Linked DNA regions of Mus musculus: regions 2, 3 and 4 are each linked to region 1. A link is a contact called in public Hi-C and promoter capture Hi-C data. All regions are on one chromosome and are shown on one strand. The core of a region is the stretch at or near the end of the contact, and the rest is flanking DNA. Distances in the headings are between cores, read along the strand shown. Region 1 holds the start of Isx (intestine specific homeobox). Region 2 overlaps Large1 (LARGE xylosyl- and glucuronyltransferase 1). Region 3 overlaps Large1 (LARGE xylosyl- and glucuronyltransferase 1). Region 4 overlaps Large1 (LARGE xylosyl- and glucuronyltransferase 1).

Region 1 (5,445 bases), core at 1,151-3,650:
ATTCGCCTCAGCTTTGCTCAGACACGCACACTTGAAAAAAGAAATCCTTCTATCCTGACCACTACTGGTTAACTGGCACCTTTTGACACCACAGGAGGGCTAGGATAGTAATAACCACACAACTATTGACATAGTAGCTTTGTACCTGAGATCCCTTAAAGACATAAACTGCCAAAGTGCCTGACCTGGGAAAGCTGAATTCTAGAAGAAGGGTCAGATGGATTTAAATTGTGACTAGAAATATTCCCCATGTATGACTTTAAGGCATCTGGAGATAAATGCTAGTGTTAAGAGCTCATGCAGTTTTAAAAGGTATTTTCTCTCCTCTTTTGTGGTTTCCTTCTCCAAAGTGGGGCTCATGCATATGGCCATAAGCTAGAATAAGGGCCAGGAAAGTGCTGTGTGAGCCACAGGGCACCCACCAATGCTGTGGTTATTGTTCTGGCCAGCACTCTCTGGTGTCTGCTTTGGCTTTACCAAGAAAACGCACACAGAACTTGCTAAAATTGTCAGTGGAGGTGTAGAAAGAGCAGTCTCTTCTTATCTGCTAGGATCAGCAGCATGGCACTCTCTCATTGTGATGGGGAGGGTGATATTCATTTATACAGCTGCAGCAAGAGAGACCTAGGTTAAAGACCCTATTGAACTGGCTTCTGTGAACCCTCGATTGACTGGAAGATACCAGTGAACTTCAGAGAGCTGAGCCCAAGGCCATCTTCTATCAGAGAAGCAGCCAGCTCCCCTGCTGCTTAGGCTAATGCCACTTCTGGATCTTCTCTTTGCCTGGAGCTGAGCACAGCCCCTGTAAGGAACCTCTGTGGGAGGCTAGCTTGCAGAAAGGCTCTGTGTGGGAAGGAAACGCTGTCAAGGACTCCCCTGAGCTATCTGCCCAGCATTTTCTTAGATGAAAGTGTGGAAAGGGGTAAGAGCTGGGTCTGATGTGAGACACTCCTGGCCTACAGACTCCTGACCAAATGGTCTTTGAAATTTCATAAGCACCAACATCACTCCCCACCCCACCCCACATTTATCGAACTGTTTCACAGAGTAAAGCTGAGATCAGAGAGGACAGGAACTCATCTAGAGTCACACAGCTCCCTAGCTCTTACACCTAGGGTATCCACCACCCTGAGTGGATGCTGGCTTGAATGAGAGCCTGACAACTATCTGCTTACTTATTTAGGTGCATTCCCTCTGGTGAATACAGACTTGGGTTTGGGGACTCTGTGAGGACAGACCCCGACAAAGTTTCAGCTACTAGAAGCCATGCAGGCTGAGCTCAGCTCATGGGGAGAATGTGCTAGAAGTAAGGCTTTGGGGTTCCAGGCCCTGAGTTCAGATTGTGACTTCCAGCTTTATAACTTGGTAACATTATCCATCTCTTTTCTTATTAGTCCAGTTATCACAATCTCTGTCCAAATGGAAGGAAAGTGCCCACCACCTCATCAGTGCAGAATGAATGTGACTGATAATTCCCAGCCATGGCCTGGTCACAAGGATAAGCTCTGGGCCCCTGCACATCACAATGACCTGAGCCTATGTGTTTATGCACTCTGAATACCACAGTTGTATATTAGACTGAAAGGCTTAAAAAGCAACTTGTTTAAGACCTACTATCCCTTTGGATGTCACAGCCCCCCTATTTTATTGACAGAGATCATTTGAGTCTCCCACCCCTTCCCCAAGAACAAAAGAAAATGACCAGAAATCACTTACCTTGGGGCTGATCCTGTGGGGGCCTCTCCAGCTTGGAACCTGGGATAGTTGTCTGCCTGGAGTCCTCTTTACAAATGCTTTGTGGTCTGGGCAAACTTCTTCTTTCTGTGGGTTTCTTCAGGATTGCCTCAATGGAGAAGGACAAGCCCAGATTCTCTGGGGCTTCACAGTATCCTGAACTCTTCTCCATGTCCCTGTGGATCGTAGGGCCTGCCATGGCCTAGCCCTGCTGCTAGGAGGAACACTCTGTGTGTGCCCAGGGAGATGCCAGCAGAGGGTGGTATATTTTCTTCCCGGAGCTTCTGGGGACACAGAGGTGGTGATTGGGAATCCTGATGCTGGGTAATTCAGCCACAATTCCTTGGACACAGGGACTTCCATGGACCTTGAACACCTTTAAGACTAGGAGGTGGCTTCCAGCAGAAGAGCTGGTAGGCACTTGTCCTCTATCCACAGGTCTATAGTTGTCACCAAATAGAGGTTCAATTTTCCAGAGAGGATCTTCTTGGTGGTGGAGGCTTTCACAGTTACCAGCCTAGGCAAGGATCCTGGAGCGAACTGAGTAATGGTACCAGAAAACAAAGAGAAAACAGGCAGGGTTGGTGGGATGAGGTTTGGAGCCAGCATCCACCTTTGTCCTCTCTCTGACTTGTGTCCCCTTCCTGCTGGCTTCAGGCAGTCCCTGGGAGGCTAGGCTGCCACCTATGGGCCCTAGATGGCCAAGTGAACCCTGAGCCTCTTTGTGGCTGAAAGGTCTTCTCAGAGGCCCTTCTGGACTTCCTCAACCCAGCTTCCAGTCTCAGGAATGAGACTTCCAGGGCTCCTGTGCCTCTGCAGATCTTCAGGTAGAGGCTAAGGTCGATGCTGGCTCCCTGCGGGGGTCTGTGCTCACTTTTACCTCAGGCCTGTGGTCTGAGGCCAGTGCTCTCTGGGCTGGTGTTGGCTTTATTCTGTTCTCTTCTCCCTGACTTCCAGTCACATAGTAAATTCTTTAGCCACTCGTTTCTCCTTCTTTTGGGGTTTCCTTATTAATTTTTCCTGCTTGATCACCCTTTACTGTCTTCAAGACAGCCACAAAGATTCCCAGTCCAGTAAACTCTGGGCTTGGAGCTGACAGTCACTGCTCTATCTTGCCAGGAATTCTGCTCAGAGAAATGTGTAACCAAGGAGGAGGGTGGGCTGATAAGGGAAACAAGTCCCCACCCTAGGAGATGGGATGGGATGCAGGTGTTGGGTGGAGAGCTGAGGGAAACAGCCAGGATTGGAGGATAGACACAGGATGCCTTGCAGAGGCGTGGTGCTGAAGAAATGGCCAGGTGGAACAGAAGAGCAGAAGGTGGGGGAGGAACGGCCAAGGCGCAGCGAAATGTGTTAAAACACTTAGGAGAATTTGTGGGATTTGCAGAGGTTTATAGGGTGAACCTGGGTGTGATGGGTGAGGCTCAGCCAGGGGTAGTCCCTCACAGATGTGTTTCTTGGCTTACCAGTGCTAGAGCAGGGAAGGCATTCTAAAGCGTGTGTAGGGCATATGGAGAAACCGAGGCTCAGAACAAAGGGGTACAGGGGATGGAGTGACAGGAGGAATTTAAGGACTGTCCTGCGAAGCCTCAGAGTGTTACAACACAGAATGACCAATGCCCTAACCAACTGTGAATGTGAACCTCATGTTAGAATGCAGACCTCTCTACAGGGGGATGTGGGGTAGGCACAGTTGTTCCCCTTTCTTTGAGTTGGAGGGGGAGGAGTTAGAAGACGGAGGACTTCCCTGAGATGGGGAAACAGACGAAGAGGTCCTGTTCAGGAGCAGATCTTCTGGAAGTGCCAGAATCTCTGATTTAGTGGGGAGAGATTAGGTTCTGCAGTGATCTACAGAGGCTCATGCCAGCTGGAAGAAGCAGGGATTTTCCAACAGTGAAGCCGCCATCTTCTGATTGATTGATTGCAGGCTCCAAGGGAGGGGCGAGAGCAAAGTGGAGAGTGTTAGTGAGTCAGAAGCCTTAAGTGGTTTATGGGATGTCTACTCCTGCTCTGCAGGCAGCCGAGTCACATGATTGGCTCTCTGAATAGATCCTGGTGCTTTCCTCAAAGCCTGAAACAAATTCATGAAGACAGCAACCAGTCTGGTGTTCTTATATATATTTACTTTCTGAGTTTGAAATTAATTGGCATTTCATTTCTGTCTCCTCATCTTGGTTTTAGGTTAATGTTTCACTTGGGTCAAGTAAAGAAATCTAGGAGAGGTGTGTTAACAAACAGCAAGTTGGACAAATGGACAGTTTGCTCACACAACAGTTAAATTTATGCATCTTGATCTAATGAAATCACAGAAAGAGAGTGCTATGTATATCTCCATTGCTTTATTTTGAACTAAAAGTCAGTGCTGGGAACAGCTACAGGTTGCTTATACAGGTTATCACCTGGTACAGAGCACAGCGAGTAATCGCCACTAGTAAAACGTAGAAGCTGCTGCCAAGTGTAACATCTCCAGTTTGAAGGGAGTGATATCAATTCTTTGTGACTATGATTTTACATAACTATTTAAAAAAACTACATAAAAACAAAACAAAACAACAAACAAAGAAACAAAGAAACAAAAAAACAAACCCAGGGGTGATGGAGAAGGCTCAGCATTAAGAGCACAGGCTGCTGTTGCAGAGGATCTGAGTCTGGCTCCTAGCACATACTTGGTGGTGAACCTTACTTGTAACTTCAGCTCCAGGGCATCAGCTGCCCTCTTCTGGCCTCTGCCAGTGCTGTACCCATGTGCCTGCACACGTAAGTACTCACATGTACTGTAAAGAAAAAAAAGTCTTAAGGAAGTCCATATGTCATACAAAATTATAAAACAGACGTCCTAAAATACACAAATTGAGCAGAATATTTGTGGTGGCAGAGTTTGTTACATGTATTTGGAAATGCAGTTTCTTCTATTTCACAATTAACACATGCCTTTGACGGGCTCTGCTCACAGCCCATCTCTGCTTATGACAGGTGGGTGTGCTGAAATGTGATAGCCTGAGAGTTGGCCCCATCCTTTGCTGGCTGTAACACTTGGGTGAGGTACAGCAGTTGAGTGAGCTAACTGGGCAGGGCTGGCAAGCTGGGCCTGGTGGTGTGGGTGAGGAACAGCTGGTGGCTTGACTAACTCAGGGCTACACCTAGATCCAGGGCTTTGAGTTGGCCCACCCTACCATCTATGTCAGCTATGAACTGCTGGAATGCATGAAGAGGCTGGTCCTGCAGATTCGAAGCTACAGGATCTCTGTGACTCAGGGCAACAACAGGAGATCTGAGGGAAGCCCTGTTAAGGAGCCAGTATTGCTAGTGTAGCAGAAGCCAGAGGCTTTGAACCAGACCAGTGACTCACTGCAAGGAACATTTGCAAATGAAGCTGTGTGGACAAAAGGGCATACTGTGGGACACTGTGGCACACTGTAGCTTCCACGATGAGATGATTTTATTTTATTTTTTCTTTTTTGTTTTCTTTTCGGGGGAGAGGTTGCAAGGATAGAGAGTGGATATGAAGGGACTGGGAGATGAGTGGGATTGGGCTGAGTGATTGAAAGTCACAAAGAGTCGATAAAAAGTTAAAAACAACCTCATGCCTTTGAAGCCACTGGTCAGTACATGCTCAGAACAACCCATGGATTTGTACTAGTAAGACATTTTGTTGTGTTCCGTTTAAACTAGATCTAACAAGTTAGTCATTTAAATGCTTCAGCAAAGCCG
Region 2 (5,445 bases), core at 1,906-4,405, 1.9 Mb after region 1:
CAATATAGTATGACTGTGAAGATTCAACACAATTTATAATTTATTTGTTTACTTTGCATGTATTTTGTTTGTGTGTATGTTTGTGTACCACATGTGCACAGTTACTGAGGAGGTCAGAACACAGTGTTGGATTCCCTAGAATGAGTTACAGATGGTTGTGAGCCACCATGTCGGGGCCAGGAATTAAGTCCTGGAACTAGTGATCGTATCTCTGTACCATCTCTCTATCCCCTCATTACAGTTTTGAGTGGGCATTTTTATGTTTCTCCTGATATATTCCTAGGAGTGGAAATCGCTGAGTCATCTATCTAGTACTATTGTTTGGGTTTGAAGGCCTGATTTTTTTTTTTTCCAAAACCACTTCATTATGTCTTCATGACTGATCTTGACCAGTTTCAATGCAAGAATCATGTCTTAGGAGTTTTGGATAACCCCCTGATTCCTAAGTTGTCCTACTGCAACAAATCTGTTGGCATATGTCGATCCTACTGCACCAATTTCAGGCCTTGGAGCAAGTACCTGATAATATTTCAATTCAATAGCTCTCCACCTCCTTACCCTAGAGCATATTCACTGTTCTTTATCACAAAAATGGATTGGAAGTGTTTGAGAAGACACTAGAAACCCATACAAAACACAGAGCATGGTAGTTTATCATTTGGTCACTTTCCACTTCTACTTGAATTCCTACTACGCATAGTACATAGTAGATGAAGATGGGGGTGATGTCTGGACAAAGCTTGTCCTCAAATGATTAAAAAAAAAAAAAAAACATTTTTCCATGTCTGATTGCTTGTTCTGCTTCCTGTCTCTGGTTAATACTGCAAAACATTGATACCCCAAGCTCCTAAAAAGAACCCCTCTTCCTCCACCCAAGGGCCTTGACCTTTACTCTTTTAGACTAAAACTTCCTTCCCTCTGTTCCTCATTCAGTTACACAGCAGAACTGAGTTGTTCTTTCAGCGTCACCTTTGTTATCACCATCTCAGAATTACCGAAATATCTTCCTCCTACACCAAGTAGTACCCCTTCATAGCACATATTTCACCCGTTAGGAGTGCCATCTCCGTGATTGACATCCACATATATGACAAGACTGTACACCTTTGAAAATCACTTGCCTAGTGCTCAGAGAAGCTTATCCCTGGATTGTACATGGAAATCCAAAGAACCCTAATACAAAATGCCTGCCAACCAACCCCTCTGGACTACCAGGCATGGCGATGGAGTCAGGATATAGGCTTAAGGAAAGAAAAGTGTTAAATAGATTGAACCTAAGAAAGAAAGAAAGAAAGAAAGAAAGAAAGAAAGAAAGAAAGAAAGAAAGAAAGAAAGAAAGAAAGAAAGAAAGAAAGAGAGAGGAGGAAGAGAGGGATGGAGGGAGGGAGGCAGGGAGGGAGGGGGGAGGAGAGAGAGAGAGAGAGAGAGAGAGAGAGAGAGAGAGAGAGAGAGAGAGAGAAAGAAAGAAAGAAAGAAAGAAAGAAAGAAAGAAAGAAAGAAAGAAAGAAAGAAAGAAAGAAAGAAAGAGAAAGAAAGAAAAGATTAGGCCACCTTCTACCAGTTCCAGGAAAGAAACCATGAGGATGTGAGATCCCTGAGTGCTGTTGCCAGTAGTGAGTATGGAGTGCCAGCCAAAAACCTTCTATCAAAGTTGATGTATCCTCTATCACCTCTCTTCTGCCCACACCCCATAACTTCCACTAGCCACTGCTCATCAAATCCAGATGAATGTCTCAAGGATGTGGCTCCTTCTCAGCAGGTAGGGAAGCCCTATCTCTCTCAGCAACTTCTGTTCTTTCCCTGTCCGAAGAACACCACCTCTCACCAGCCCTCTCCTGTTCTCTGCTTTTGAAGTATCAGCAATAAACTTTTACAGATGGTGACAAGAAAAGCCTCATTAGCTTTGTCCCTGACTCAGAGAGTAGCTCTAATCCACTGACCTTCTGAATCACGCCCTTTAATGTATCATTCCCAATACAAAGCCTCTCAAATAGTACTGAAACTGCTTTGAAGTGTCACAGCCTCCCCACAGTCTGAGCTCCTCTTTGTATTCTAGATCCATCTAGAAAGGATTCTGGACTGGGCCAGGAGGTATCTCCTCAACCCAGAAAGCTTCCAGAAATCTCTCCCTTGTTCCAGTAATGAGAGTTTGGGTTTGTCCCCATGCTTATACCTGGACTTCCAACAGATCTAGATCTAGGGAGGTCACAATTTGTCCTAGTCAGTGTTCTGCTGCTAAGAAGAGACACCATGGTGATGACAACTCTTATAAAGGAAAGCATTTCATTTGTAGCTTGCTTACATTCAGAGGTTTATTCCATTATCATTATGGTGGTAAGTATACCAGCACACAGTTAGACATGGTGCCGGAGAGATAGCCAAGAGTTCCACATTCAGATTGGCAAGCAGAAGGAAGAGAGAGACTATTGCACTGCTGTGGTAAATCTCCTCCCAAATAAGCCCCAGCAAATGAAAACACAACAAAGTTAATATGATTATATGTTGTGCACCTAGATTGGGCAGATCTACCGCTACACTACCATCTTCCACATCTATGAGACCCCTTAGAACTTGAGGTTTCTCCAGGCCATGCACTTCTACTCAGCTCTTCTTCTTTCTTCTTCTCTTCCTCTTCCTCCTCCTCCTCCTTCTCCTCTTCTTCTTCTTCTTCTTCTTCTTCTTCTTCTTCTTCTTCTTCTTCTTCTTCTTCTTCTTCTTCTTCTTCTTCTCCTCCTTCTCCTTCTCCTTCTCCTTCTCCTTCTCCTCCTTCTCCTTCTCCTTCTCCTTCTCCTTCTCCTTCTCCTCCTCCTCCTCCTCCTCCTCCTCCTCCTCCTCCTCCTCCTCTTCTTCCTTCTCCTTTTTCTTCTTCCTCCTCCTCCTCTGCATCCCCACCCTCTTCTCTCTTACACCTTCTCTTCCACTGCCCTTTTATCTGCCCAATCAGCAGCTCTCTATTTTACAAATTAAGGTGGGAAGCAGGTTTACAGGAAATCACCGGAGTGCTGACTCACTCCTTGTTCACAACCACTCACTGGAGAACTGAATTAACATCAAATATAATTAGCCCCAGGGCTATCCACAACAAGAGACAATGGATCTGGCTGGAGCATTTGAAACCTCAAAGTCTACATCTCAATGGCATGCTTCCTCTAACAAAGACACACTCACCCAAACAATGACACACCTCTAAATAATGCCAACCATTGAAATATATGAGTCTATGGGAACCGTTCCTATTCAAACCACCACACAATTCTTTTCACCTTTAGCTATGAATTTTTATTAAGCCATACTTGACTTCCATGTGAACCAGGAGTAAATTAATAATACCTCATCCTATTAACATGCAGCGCACCACTTATTAGATAAATGTTATCATGTATATTGCTTTTTAAATCTAACAGTTAAATAAGTAAAGGCACTTATTTGATCATTCTCGTTTTCTAAAGTGTGTGTGTGTGTGTGTGTGTGTGTGTGTGTGTGTGTGTGTGTGTTTAATGTGATGGCAAGTACATATCAGAGGATAACCTCAGGTGTCTGTTTTCACCCTTCATCTTGAATTACAGGTTTACACTACAGTGCTCAACTTTTACATTGACTCTTGGTCTCATTTGTGCAACAAGCACTTTTGTGCACTGAGCCATCTAGCCAACCCTTTCCTCATTTTTCTCAGTGATAATACAGAAACTCAAAGATGTTAAGTAGCTAGCAAGAAATCGTCGGTTACAAGAAGGAATCTCTGGTTTGAATCAGGCGAGTGGGCACACAGTGAGCCCTCGCCTGCCTTGGAAACCAAGAAACTCTGAACCCTGTTTTTCTTTTTCTTTGACAAACGTGCTAGGATTCTTATAGCAAATGATCTCCTGTAAGAGGCAAGGCCTCTCCCTTGCTGCCATTGTCCTCATAATGGCCCTTAAAGCATTGGACAGGAAACATAAGGGCTTTTGGAAGCTTGAGATGAAAGAAGTGCTTTGTTCATTCTCCTGCTTTCTAAAATTATTCCAAGGCAAATTGTGTTTTATAGGATATATCACTTAGTTAACAAAACTGCAAGCTAGACTCGATAGTATCCAGTGTGAACAGATCCTATTCTACCATGCGACTCCTGAGTGTAAGAGAGAAATGTCTAATCAGACTTGCTTTTTTTACCTCTTACACGTGTATTATACATATGGTTTATAAACTCTTTTTTGGTTGCAGGTGATTTCTATTTCTCCAGGAGAAATAGGCTTCTCTTTCACATCTGGAAAAAGAAGAAATGGTTGTTTAGGCTATATCTTCTCAGTTACATTATCTATTTCCTCACCAATCAGTATATGTAAATAAATAAATGTAGGTTATATGGTAAACCTTTTTCAAAGAGGATGCATATTTTCAACATATTCTAACAATTAGCCCATTACTAATACCTTTCTCAAATTGGCAGCTACATTCAAAACAGTAAGCCCTGGACTTCATGGTCCACTCTGACCTTCAAATTCCACCCGGCTACCAAGTGCTACCATTGTCATAAGCAGGGGAATAACTTAGATATCTATCATCCCAATAGCCCTTAAAACCACATGAGTCTGTTTTATAGTCAGTTTTATTTTTAAAAGAGAACAACCCTTACTATTCTCCTTTACGTATAAACAATAACTAGTATTCATCTAAAGTAATTGTTCTCTCTGAGGCTTTCTGACTCAGTCTGCTAACTTATACCTAGTCCTGGAACCTTCTAGCCTCCATACAGTCTTATCTAGGCCTAGAATGCTTTCAATCTCTGAGACTTTCTGCCAAAGAAGCCCACCCTTGCTTGTTTTTTCCTGATTTCTGGGAGGCTGGTTCAACATTAGCTTTTAATTTTAGATCTGGCTCAGAACTGTTTTGCAAGCTGACTGATTCAATCTAGCTTCTCTCTTGACCTCTCCAGAACTGTTCTGCTTGGCCTCATACTAACTCTGGCAGTATGTTATAATCTTCTGGTTCCTTCTCACTCTCTGACTCATTCTATCTTCATGTGTGTCTAGTTTACTCTCTCTGCAACTTTGTCTCTCTATCACTGCCCTGGTAAAACTGTCTCACTCCTTCTCTTTCTCTGACTTGTCCCCTTTCATAGCTTCCATTTTTTCTCTCTTCTTGTAAAATTTGGGTATATTCTGTTCTGTCAGATCTCCCCCTAGCTCATCACATTGTCTGCAACTCAATTACACATCACTTTCAAACATGGGCGCTTTCTTCTACAAAGTACTTTTACTTTCCTTTTTTTTTTTTTTTTTTTGATGTTTCTTATTTATTTTTTTTCCATTTTTTATTAGGTATTTAGCTCATTTACATTTCCAATGCTATACCAAAAGTCCCTCATACCCACCCACCCCCACTCCCCTACCCAACCACTCCCCCCTTTTGGCCCTGGCGTTCCCCTGTACTGGGGCATATAAAGTTTGCATGTCCAATGGGCCTCTC
Region 3 (5,445 bases), core at 1,184-3,683, 1.7 Mb after region 1:
CAGATCAGAGGAGAGAGCTTGGGTGATTAAGTGCTAAGGACATGAGTTAAGTTTTCAGAGTCCACATTTTTAAAAAGTTAGGTATGGTGAAATATGCTGATAATTCCAGTACTAGGGAGGAAGACACAGCCATATCTATCTGGGGCTCAGTGGCCAGCCAGTTGGAATGATATTCCATATTCCAGGTTAATGGGAGGTCCTGTCTTTAAAAAACAAAAAGGGCAACATCTGTCTAAAGATAGCTAAGATTGTTTTCTAGCCTACATGCAGATACACACAAATACAGGCAAATATACATATACACATATACATACATACATACACATATACTCATACATACAGATACATATATACACACACAGACAAATACACAGATACACACACACAGTGGATAAGTATAAAGTGGAGATTTTGCAGGGCAGGGAAGACTTCCTTGAGGAGGCTGTCTTGGAATAGGTATATCCCTGACTCTGGCAAAGATAGAAAGGATCATATCCCAGATTGTGGACTGTAGGAATCCTAGGGCAAGATCCTCTTCTGCCTTGCATGGGCACTAGGCTTTCCCAGGATATACCTATGTAGAACACTCACAGTGATGAACCTTGGTCTAGTTATATGCTAAATAATGATAAAATCATTGAAGATAAAATTTAAAACATATATTAGGTTAATATATGAATTGTAACAAAGACCTCACAGATTTGAAATCCTGACTATTTTACAACAACTGGTAACCGTATGTTAGCCTCAGAGCATTGGCAAGAGATGCGTCACTGTGTTCTGGGACTTAGATTGCTCAACTGACAGCAACATGGATAACCTTTCCTACCTTTCTCACATCCAAGAAGCCCAGCCTTTCTGCACTTAATTCCAGATGCTTAGCCTTGATTTGGTGCAACTGAATTATGTACATATCTAGCCTTGCTCCGTTTTCTTCTCGTTATCCTGTGATGCCGAAGGTCATGGCAGCATTGCTACCAAAACAGGCTGTGGCATTGGGCACTATGTAAAGATGGTGGAGCAGAGAATTTTACATGCACATGTGGAAATGTCACAGTGAAATCCCATTGTATAAGTAGCATACACTAATAAAAGTGTGTTACATCTGAAAGAGTTACTACTAAAGTGCAAATTTCAAATTAGCAAGCACAACAAACCCCATAAGCATTTACCATAAGCATTTGAGAGGTAGCCTTGTCAAAGAAATGTGTGGGTGATCTGTTTAGCCAAATTATGCTCATATTTAGTGAAATATTGACATTTGTATTATTGTACAATATCAATGTTGGAAGTGCTTATTCTAAAAAATGTTTAAGTATTCTTGACACTATTCTAAAGGGTTTATACATGCTGTCTGGATTAGTCATCACCCATAACCTGTTAGAAGAGGTACTGATATCATTCCCATTTAACAGAAGGGAGGTGAGGCCTAAAGCTTTTATCAAGCCTGAAAGCACAAGGCTGACAAACAGCAGATATACCATCCAGACTCTGGTAATCTTGCCATGAACCTCTGACTTCTGAGAACTGAGGGTATGAATTAAGATTTCAACTTCTGCTTTAATGGCTTCCCACACAAATAGTTAATGACCCAATCACTTTATTCCTTATGAGGAGTTTGGGGGAGGGGAAGTTTTGACAACTTGTTTAATATTTAGATGTTTTCCATAGCTCTTTGACAGTATTTGTGTGTGTTTAATTTTTTTATTGAGTTTTTGTAAATTTCATATGTACCACAATCCCACTCATCCCCCAGTGCCTCTATATCTGCCCTTGCACCCCCAAGAAAACAAACAAACACAAACACAAACAAACAAACACAATAATAGCAGCAGCAACAACAACATCTCACCAAGGAAGCTACATGTGTTACTGTGTGTCTCAGAGTATACCCTTTTGCCCAAACAGCTTTACTTGCAAATGTTCATTGCATTGAGTCATTAGTTTGGCTACAGGCCTCTAGCTTCTGCAATACTATCAGTATTGGGTCCTCACTGGGACTCCTCTCGACATTCTGTTGGTTGCTTTGTGTAATAGAACTCTTGAAGCTTTGGTTCTGGAGGACCAGTTCAAAGTTGGGGTAGATGTTTGGGTGGCCAAACTCAAAACCCTGGATTTGGGCCTGAGTGGTAGCTGAGTTGGTCAGCCTGACTGCTCTGCCAGGAAACTCTCTAGCATTCATATCAGCTGCACCAGCTCTCCAGCACTGCCCCAGGAAGAGGCATGTCAGCTTACTTGAGTACAATAGGCAGCAAACCTCTCCCTACCTCTCCTCATTCCCCTACATCCCCAGCCTATACCCCTGTGCTCTAATGCCCTTGGAGCTGGCTTTCCCACACCACTAGGGCCTTTTCTACCGTGGTGCTCAGGCAAGGTGTAGGGCAGGGCCTGCTTTCAGGAGTGATACAGCTAGGGAGAGGCGGGGCCAGTTTACCCACCCTCATGCCTTAGCGCCAGCTCTCCCACACTGACTAAGCTAAGGGTGGTGCCAGCTCTGCAGAACCCTGGCACATCAACATGGCCTCAGGTGGCAGTCTAGAACAGCTATTGTTTACATGAGCCACAGATATCAACACAGACCCCTGCAGGGCCATGGACTTAAGGATGACCCTCCAGAGCAGCATGGAACAAAGATTTACCATGGCCTCAAATGGATCACAGGCTACTCACATTATCCTCAAGATAGATTTGTATCTAAAACTGTCAAAGAGTGGTGAGTGGGGCAGAGCATGGTAGAGATGTCCCTTTCCCCCCACACTCAGGCCCTTCATTCTTCAGGCTATTCATTACCCCCTTGAGTTTCTCCTCCTTCTCTTCCTCCTCTTCTTCCCCTTCTGCTGCAGCTGCTGCTACTGCCTCTCTTCACTGTGCACACAATATTCTGCTTCACTTTCACTTTCATCTCTCCACCACTTAGATGCTTATCTAGTGGAAGCTGGGCCTCTGAGTGTCTTAGGGGAAGGGTCTCTAGCACTCTCGGCACCCCCACCACTCTGACAGTTTTAGATACAAATTCACCTTAAGGATGTATGAGAACAAAGTATACCATTTGAAATGTAAGTGCTTTTTCAGCAATATAAATTATGAAGCTGGCAAATATAGTTCATTAAATTGAGTGTAATTAAAACTGTGATATTTTTAAATTAACAAGAAAAACAGTGGTGAAATTAAGAAATCTACATGTGTCTTCATAGCGTCCTCTAGCTGATAACTGAGTGGGTGGTTGCTGACAGTATTGGTAACATTGATATTCTGGGTTTCAACTGCATGATTGTCACACTTCATCTAAAGGATGCTTTGATTTAATTTCTGCAGAACAGGCAGATGACATTTCTAATGACCAGCATATCTCTCCTCCCCGCCCCCTCCTTCCAGCATATGACAGTGGGTATTTTGAGAAGCCATCTGAACTGAAGTAATTATTCATCTTCTGAGTTGTGTCTCAGGGAGATAAAGTCAGGATTGTTCCTGCTAATCCCAGGGACGAGCTATGTTCTTTCACACTCACAGGAACACATCACTCTTTCCAAAAGCCTGAAGTCTATAAGTGGGAACCCAGAGTACAGAGCCATGGTTGAGATTGTTTATGACTTCTCTAAAAGTTTTCATTGTGTGGAGTGGTATATACTCCAGACTGGGTAGGCTGCTTATACCCAGTCTCTGGGAGTGAAGATAAGAACTTATCTGTATAGATTTTACAACAGAGGTCTTCCTGAGTGTCTGTATAGGCTGCTCAGTGGTTAAGAGTATTCATTCAAGTTTGGTTTCCAGTACCTTTGTAAAGCATCTCACAGCAGTCTGTAGCTCTAGCTTCAGGAAATACAATTTCCTCTCTGTCCTCTGAAGACACCTCTACACACACACACACACACCCCTACATATAATTAAAACTAACTTTACAATATCTAGAAAGTGTTGTATATGTGCCCTACATGCTTAAAGGCCCACGCAAGATATTGTTGGTTATATTATTATAAGCCCACTTGCTTTTTTTTATTTTTAATCTAGTGATAACCCTGAAACTTAATCATCTCACTTATCTGCCCACTTACTCTGACCTCTTTCCATCTTTAGGGATCCTGAACTCACTGGGAACCCCATATATTATATATGTTAGTTATTTGAGAATTTTATATGTGTTGTGATCATATTCATTCCTCTTCTCAAACTCTTCCCAGATCTACCCTATCTACTCAACTTTTTCAAAAATTTATTTATTTATTTATTTATTTATTTATTTTACACTCCACAGTTTATTTCCCTCCCAGTCTACCCTCTGACTGTTCTACATCCCATAACTTTTCCCTCTCCCCCACCCTCCCACTCACCCACCAGACCTGTAAACTTCTGGGACCTCCAGTCTCTTACGTGTTGGGTACATCTTCTCAGATTGAACCCAGACCCAGCAGTCCACTGCTGTATATGTGTTGGGGGCCTAGTATATCAGCTGGTGTATGCTGACTGGTTGGTGGTCCAGTGTCTGAGAGATCTCAGGGGTCCAGGTTATTTGGGACTGCTTGTCTTCCTACAGGGTCGCCCTTCTCTTGATCTTTGACAAAGCCAAAAATATACAATGGAATAAAGAAAGCATCTTCAATAAATGGTGCTGCTCTAACTGGCTGTCTGTATGTAGAAAAATGAAAATAGACCTATATTTGTCTACTCAGCTTTTCAAAAGAAAACTGTGAAGACCAATCTGTGTTACCCAAATATTCTTGGATGTGTGGCTTCCCACTGGAACATGGCTGAGTTACCAGGGGCCGTAGTTTTCTTAGTAAAACTGGCTACCACTCTCCAGCCTATCAGTCACCTCTGGCTCCGCAGCTAGGGGTGTGAGTTTGTGCCTAACCCTCTCATCTCCATGCTGGGATTGGCCTGTCTTGGACATACACAGTTCTTGTGCTTTCTATCACATGTGAACTGCCTTGCTGTCTCCAGAAGACACGTTTCCCCTGTGTCATCCGCTGCCTCTGCTCTCCTCTCTTCCACTCTTTCTGGCCCATCTTTGCAATGATTGCAAGCTTTTGGAGGAGGGGATGCATTATTTGTAGGGAACTCCAGTTTTGTAGCCTTGCTGTGTGATTTTTCTTAACGTGATCCCCCGGGATACTGGTTTGCTGGAACTGACATATCAAGGACCAAAGATTGAGTAGTGTAGATTATACTATCTTACTTATGCTGCTGGAAGATTGAAGTCTGAAGTCTCTGTTTTTAAAAACCTATGGTGCCTATTTAGGTTCCAGGAAAGAATTATTCTAGGCACCTCTTTCTCCCTTCTGATAGTTCCTTGGATTTTGACTTCCTAACTCTAGTCTGTTTTTCCTCCTGTTCCAAATCCCTTCCTTTTGAAATTAATATTTTGTATTCTTTGAAGGTCTCATACATGTATACAATGTTTATTGACCAGAGACATCCTTCACTACCTTCCCTCAACTTCTCCATGTG
Region 4 (5,445 bases), core at 889-3,388, 1.6 Mb after region 1:
CAGCACTGTGATTACAAAGATGAAGTATTGTGCTAGGCTTCTCTTCCCATGGTATTGGCATCAAACTCTGCTCCACATACTTGTATGGCAAGTGATTTTCCTGGCTGAGCCATTTCCTTAGCCATATTTCTGTGCTTTCTGACTATAATATTTTAAATGCTTTTTATATACTATCCTTTAACACTGTGTTAGCATACTGAATATTCAAGAAAATGGATTTCATTTTATTTTCATCCATGTATGTAAGTATGCTTTAATCACACCCTCTTCTTGCCGCCCTTTTCCCTGGCCTCTTTTTCTCAAATATAGACTCAAAGGTTCTTGAAGACTTTTTCTTCCTTTGATCTTGAATGAGTGCTTTCAAATATAATGAATGAAATTCTCAAAGAATTAACAAAATATATTTTAAAAGATGTACTCCCTCCAAAATATCTTTTAAAAATCAGAGTTAATTTGCTAATTTTGCTATTTCTGAGTCAGAAATAGCAAATGAAGAACTCAAAACCTTAGATTTTAGATTCATTTCATTTGCATTCTGGAAAACTGGTCAGGACATTTCTTTGTGAGTCTGTTTTCCCACCTGCATAAGTAATTTTGGATGGGAGGAGTTCCCATACCCAGCTCACTTTGAGACCTGGTGTAATCATCTTGCAGTCTTCAGTCTGTTTCATGAATATGTCCAGGCGCTGTCAGTGGTAATTTACAGCACTTGGCTGCTTGCTCTCACCCTCACGGCTGATGTTGCTTTCTATATTTAGTTTCAGTGTTCTATATGAGTATGCCAATCAATAATGCATATACTGTGTATATTTACTTCTGTTGGTATGCTGTGTACTTGTGTAAAAGAGTGGGGCGGTTCCAGGCATGAATCCCTGAAGACTACTAAGACAGTTTTTGCAAATCACTGTAATGCTAATCACTTGGGCCAGTGTTTGGCACATGGGAAAGACTTGGATGCCATTGCTGTGTGAGGTGAATTTTGGCTCCCCGGGCTGAGTCCTTGAAATTTGTTCATGTAAAATTTGTTCAATGACTTGTCCCGTGTGACCTCAGCTAGAAGTGCCCTTGGTAATTGTTTGGAGCTGGATCTCTGATACTCTCTTGTCTTTCCTGCTTTGCCTTTACTGGTTTGTAGAACATTTCAGAGTAAAATTGTAGATTTGAAAAGAAATGCTCATATCCAGTTATCCACCCCGTAATCAGCTTCCAAACGCTGACACCATTGCAAACACTAGCAAGATTTTGCTGAAAGGACCCAGATATAGCTGTCTCTTGTGAGACTATGCCGGGGCCTAGCAAACACAGAAGTGGATGCTCACAGTCAGCTATTGGATGGATCACAGGGTTCCCAATGGAGGAGCTAGAGAAAGCACCCAAGGAACTAAAGGGATCTGCAATAGGTGGAACAACATTATGAACTAACCAGTACCCAGGAGCTCTTGACTCTAGCTGCATATGTATCAAAAGATGGCCTAGTCCGCCATCACTGGAAAGAGAGGCCCTTTGGACACACAAACTTTATATGCCTCAGTACAGGGGAACGCCAGGGCCAAAAAAATGGGAATGGGTGGGTAGGGAAGTGGGGGGGAGGTTATGGGGGACTTTTGGGATAGCATTGGAAATGTAATTGAGGAAAATACGTAATAAATAAAAAAAAGAAAAGAAAAGAAAAGAAAAGCAAATGCTGCAAAAGGAGCTGTTTACCTTATCCTCTTCTCTTCAAGTAGTCAGGGGTATCAAACAACATCTAAAGGAAGACAGTTATTGGAAACCAAACCTTTTATTAATTTTCAAAGTCAGCAAAATTATGATGGACAGGTGGGTGTATTATTACAGCTCTTATGTTCTCCACACAGTCTTATAACTAATGAGCTAGCACTTATTAAAGAGGTTGTTGACTGGGCCTCATCTGTCTGTGTGGCATGAGTGAGATATTACTGAAAAAAAAATTGATGTTTCTTTGGAAATCAGCATGATTGAGGCTCCATTTCTGACTTTGAAGGTAGCAGAAGACAGCTAGTGCTTGCTCAGCTCTGAGAAAAGTCTGGAATTGCTCTAAATCATGCATAGCTCTGCAGAAGAGTGGCTTATATTTCTGGATCCTTTCTGGAAGGGAAATGCAAGTGCTCAGGCTGGGGTGCCAGAGATCTATTTATATAGCCTCCTGCTGAATTTGGATGCCAAAGCCTAAAGAAGAGGAGTGTCTAGTCAGGCCACAGGGTGTGGTGGTGGCTGAGTGCTCCTGAAGACTGCCTCGTGTTTCTTCTTCCTTTGGAGTATTAGAGGGAATTTGGGTAATCTTTCTGAGCCCCCTTCCTCCCTCCATCCACTCTTCAGCTGCCCAAGTCGTTCCTGCCCTCCATGAGCAGGTGACTCAATGTAATTTAAATCTCCATCTTTCTTTTCACCTCTGGGTCCCCCTTCCTTCACTTCTCTCCTCCCCTTCCCTCTCTCCTTCTCTTTATTATGGGGGTTTTCCTCCTTGCTATTGGTATGTAGTAGTGAATAGTTAATCCATGTTGGTTCCTTGTGTGTTCACTGCTCCTGCCCAAGAGCTCTGGATTCACAAATGAAACACACACACACACACACACACACACACACACACACACTCGCCAGCTAATTTTGATATGCTTTGATTAGTTCAGTGGTGTGGGCACTTCTAAACCTCCCCAAAGCTATCATATACTCCCCTCCAATATTCCTGAGTTAACATCTTTTAAAATCTATATTTTATATCTGCTCCCTCAGACTCAATCTGGGAAATGACCTATAGGGCCACTTTCCTGGAATCTCATGTTTTCGGGCTTTTAAGTCTGTTCTCCTTGCTCCCTCGTCATGGCAATTCTGTCTGTCCTTTCTTGGTCCCTTGTCCACAAAATCCTTTCTCCATCTCCCTGCCCAGCCATTGGCTATATTGCAATTCTTTATTACCAATCAAAGTCAGCTGGGGGCAGGAGCCCTCAGCAACTGGAAGTGTGGCTTTTGGGAGCTGAATTAATACAAAGAATTAGAACTAACCACCAACACATTGGTATAATGTTACAGGTAAAGATACCCCCCCCCCCAATTGCATTTTATTTGGAATTAGGACTGTACTTATTGAATCTAATAGTAATATAAATTATTATCTGTATTATAATAGGAATTATTCAATTCAGCAATTGAATACAATGTTCATGTTGTGCATATGAAGATGTAATTACTTAAATGAAGTAGTACTGGGTTAGGCTCAAATTTTGGTCGAGAGCTAAAGAGACACAGGCTTGAACACAAAGCGGGTGTGAGTAAACTGCCAGCAGCTGAACAGAGGCCTGGGGCAGGGCTTCCTCTAGCACTTTTGGTCAGGAATGGTTTGCTCAAACCATGATCTTGAAGTTCTAGCCTCTTGAGCTGAGATAAACTGTTTTTCAAGCATCCCACATGAAGCACTAAGGGATGCTGCTTGTAACACTATGGTACAGATTGATTAGAGACTGTTATGTGCTCAGAATTAGTGTTTTATTGTACACATAGAGTTTTCTACTAGAAACGCATGTAGATGTAGAAGCACAAGGGTTCACTAATAGAAAACAAAGACTTGTAAGGGTCTGGAGAGAGAGCTCAGTTGGTAAAGTACATGCCATACAAATATGAGGACCTGAGTTCAACACCCAGAATCTATGTGAAAATGTCTATAATTCCAGGGCTGAGGAGAAATAGTTAGGTAGGTCTCTATTTTGTATGATAGGGCCTGGAGTACTTAGTGAGTTCTAGGTTAGTGAGAAACCCTGTGTGAATAAACAAGGTAGACAACATCTGAGAAATGATTTTTTTTAAGGTAAACCTCTCATTTCTGCAGACGTGCACCCACATGCACCCCAGTACACAGACACAACATATACAGAAACAGGAAAGACATTTAATATGTTCCTTCTTCTATTTCTCTGTATTAGTATATTTTAACATTATGATATATTAGAGTGATTGATTCTTTGAAGTGGCTCTTTGCATTGCTGACTGGAGTTTCATTAAAACTTATTTAAGTTGGGGTGGAAAGATGGCTCCACAAGTATTTGATGCTCTTGGAGAGGACCCAGACTTAGTTCCCAGTACCCACCTAATGGCTCAGTACGTTTGTAACTCCAGTTCTAGAGGATCTTACACATTATTATAGCCTCTGGGGGCACTGTACGTATATGAGGCACATGCATACCTGCAGGCAAAACACTTGCACACATTTAAAACAATAATTTAAGAAGTTTTGATTTTGAGAGTAGGAAAGAATTTGCAGTGATTCCCAAAATGGCCCTAAACATTAATCTGCCATTTTTGTGGTATATTTGAAACAAATATTTTTGTTCTTTTTTTAAAAATTTACTGATTTATTGTGTATATTACTGCAGGCCAGAAGAGGGCACCAGATCTCACTATAGATGGTTATGAGCAACCACGTGGTTGCTGGGAATTGAACTCAGGACCTTTGGAAGAGCAGCTAGTGCTCTTAACCTGTGAGCCATCTCTCCAGTCCCTATTTTTATTTCTTTATGTGGTGTTTCTGAAACAAATATTGTTAGCATTGACAATTACAAAATCAAAATATGAATCAACTCTAAAAGGTATGGAAGATTTTATATATCCTACATTATCAACTATTTAATCAAGACCTAACTCTGTTTAAAAATAAGCACTTAGCCACATAGCCAGCGTTGGCTACATCACTTATGTTACAGTTTCTAGAAATTTTAATTCATCAACAGCAATGAAGACAACTTCATTGTAGAGTGAAGGGCTTTTGATTTTAATAATTTTGACAAAATTTTAAGCAAGTGGTTAGGCAGATGTTAATAGCCATTTTATTCACTTTAAGAGGTGGGGGATGTCTCAAATATGACATCATTCGAGTGAGTGGACAGTAGAATATGATATGTACACATGGTAGACTCTTGACTAGTCAGAGAGAATGCTATGCCAGTCCATGTTAGAACATCGATGGGTATGCATATGTGCTGTCTGAAAAGAGCTAGTCACAAAAGGTCATGTGCTAACTGATGCCCCTTGTATGAGATACTCAGAATTGATAAATCTATGGAGACAAAAGGAAAAGTGATGGTTTTCAGGGAAGGCGAGATGAATGTAATGATTACTTTGAAATGTCAGCTTGCTGCAACCTAGAATCGTCTGGAATAAACCTAAAGGACAGACTGCCTAGATCCAGTTAGTCTGTGGGCACGTTTGGGGGAGGTTGTCTTGATGGTTAATTGATGTGGGAAGAACGAGCTTGTTTTGGGTGGTACCATTCCATGGGCAGGCAGTCCTGAAATTTAAAGGGCAAGAGGAAGCAGGGTGAAAGCAACAGAAGTAGGTAGTTTGGGTGTATTTGTTTCTACTCTTGACTAGAGATGTGATTGGCTTCTTGAGTTCCTACATTGATTTCCCCTCAGTAATTGACTGTGGTTTTAAATT

Evidence for each region. Promoter capture Hi-C pulls out the DNA fragments that hold promoters and counts their contacts. Hi-C and Micro-C count contacts between places; a contact is called where the count stands out from the background.
Region 2: a contact with region 1 is called in a promoter capture Hi-C map of embryonic stem cells, with 11 times the contacts expected there. The contact joins the enhancer-like site here to the promoter of Isx in region 1. A contact is called at or near these places in 9 of 39 promoter capture datasets (the 3T3-L1 cell line, the C10 cell line, cranial neural crest and 4 more), 2 of 115 datasets of contacts at active chromatin or transcription factors (differentiating embryonic stem cells and embryonic stem cells) and 1 of 9 other capture datasets (embryonic stem cells).
Region 3: a promoter capture Hi-C map of hippocampal neurons shows a contact between it and region 1, with 14 times the contacts expected there. The contact joins the enhancer-like site here to the promoter of Isx in region 1. A contact is called at or near these places in 8 of 39 promoter capture datasets (cranial neural crest, embryonic stem cells, frontonasal cranial neural crest and 4 more).
Region 4: a contact with region 1 is called in a Hi-C map of cortical neurons, with 4 times the contacts expected there. The contact joins the enhancer-like site here to the promoter of Isx in region 1. A contact is called at or near these places in 5 of 39 promoter capture datasets (embryonic stem cells, hippocampal neurons, liver and 1 more), 1 of 484 Hi-C or Micro-C datasets (cortical neurons), 2 of 115 datasets of contacts at active chromatin or transcription factors (differentiating embryonic stem cells and embryonic stem cells) and 3 of 9 other capture datasets (adipose tissue, embryonic stem cells and liver).

Annotation. Positions count from the first base shown.
Region 1 is chr8:74,870,129-74,875,573 of GRCm38.p6, reverse strand. It overlaps Isx (intestine specific homeobox), which reads right to left and starts at 2,400. Exons shown (of 4, transcript NM_027837.3): 1 at 1,717-2,400. The coding sequence starts at 1,933.
Region 2 is chr8:72,988,296-72,993,740 of GRCm38.p6, reverse strand. All of the region lies in intron 6 of Large1 (LARGE xylosyl- and glucuronyltransferase 1), which reads left to right. Among named protein-coding and RNA genes, the nearest start is that of Mir28b, 25 kb to the left of the region's middle. Within about 2 kb of position 3,155, at least 17 of the 459 cell types and tissues checked have an H3K27ac peak or open chromatin away from gene starts, as enhancers often do. A contact at or near this core is called in embryonic stem cells, where this site is marked.
Region 3 is chr8:73,159,174-73,164,618 of GRCm38.p6, reverse strand. The region is part of intron 2 of Large1 (LARGE xylosyl- and glucuronyltransferase 1); the gene reads left to right. Among named protein-coding and RNA genes, the nearest start is that of Mir28b, 150 kb to the right of the region's middle. Within about 2 kb of position 2,433, at least 54 of the 459 cell types and tissues checked have an H3K27ac peak or open chromatin away from gene starts, as enhancers often do. A contact at or near this core is called in hippocampal neurons, where this site is marked.
Region 4 is chr8:73,222,579-73,228,023 of GRCm38.p6, reverse strand. All of the region lies in intron 1 of Large1 (LARGE xylosyl- and glucuronyltransferase 1), which reads left to right. Among named protein-coding and RNA genes, the nearest start is that of Large1, 130 kb to the left of the region's middle. Within about 2 kb of position 2,138, at least 7 of the 459 cell types and tissues checked have an H3K27ac peak or open chromatin away from gene starts, as enhancers often do. A contact at or near this core is called in cortical neurons, where this site is marked.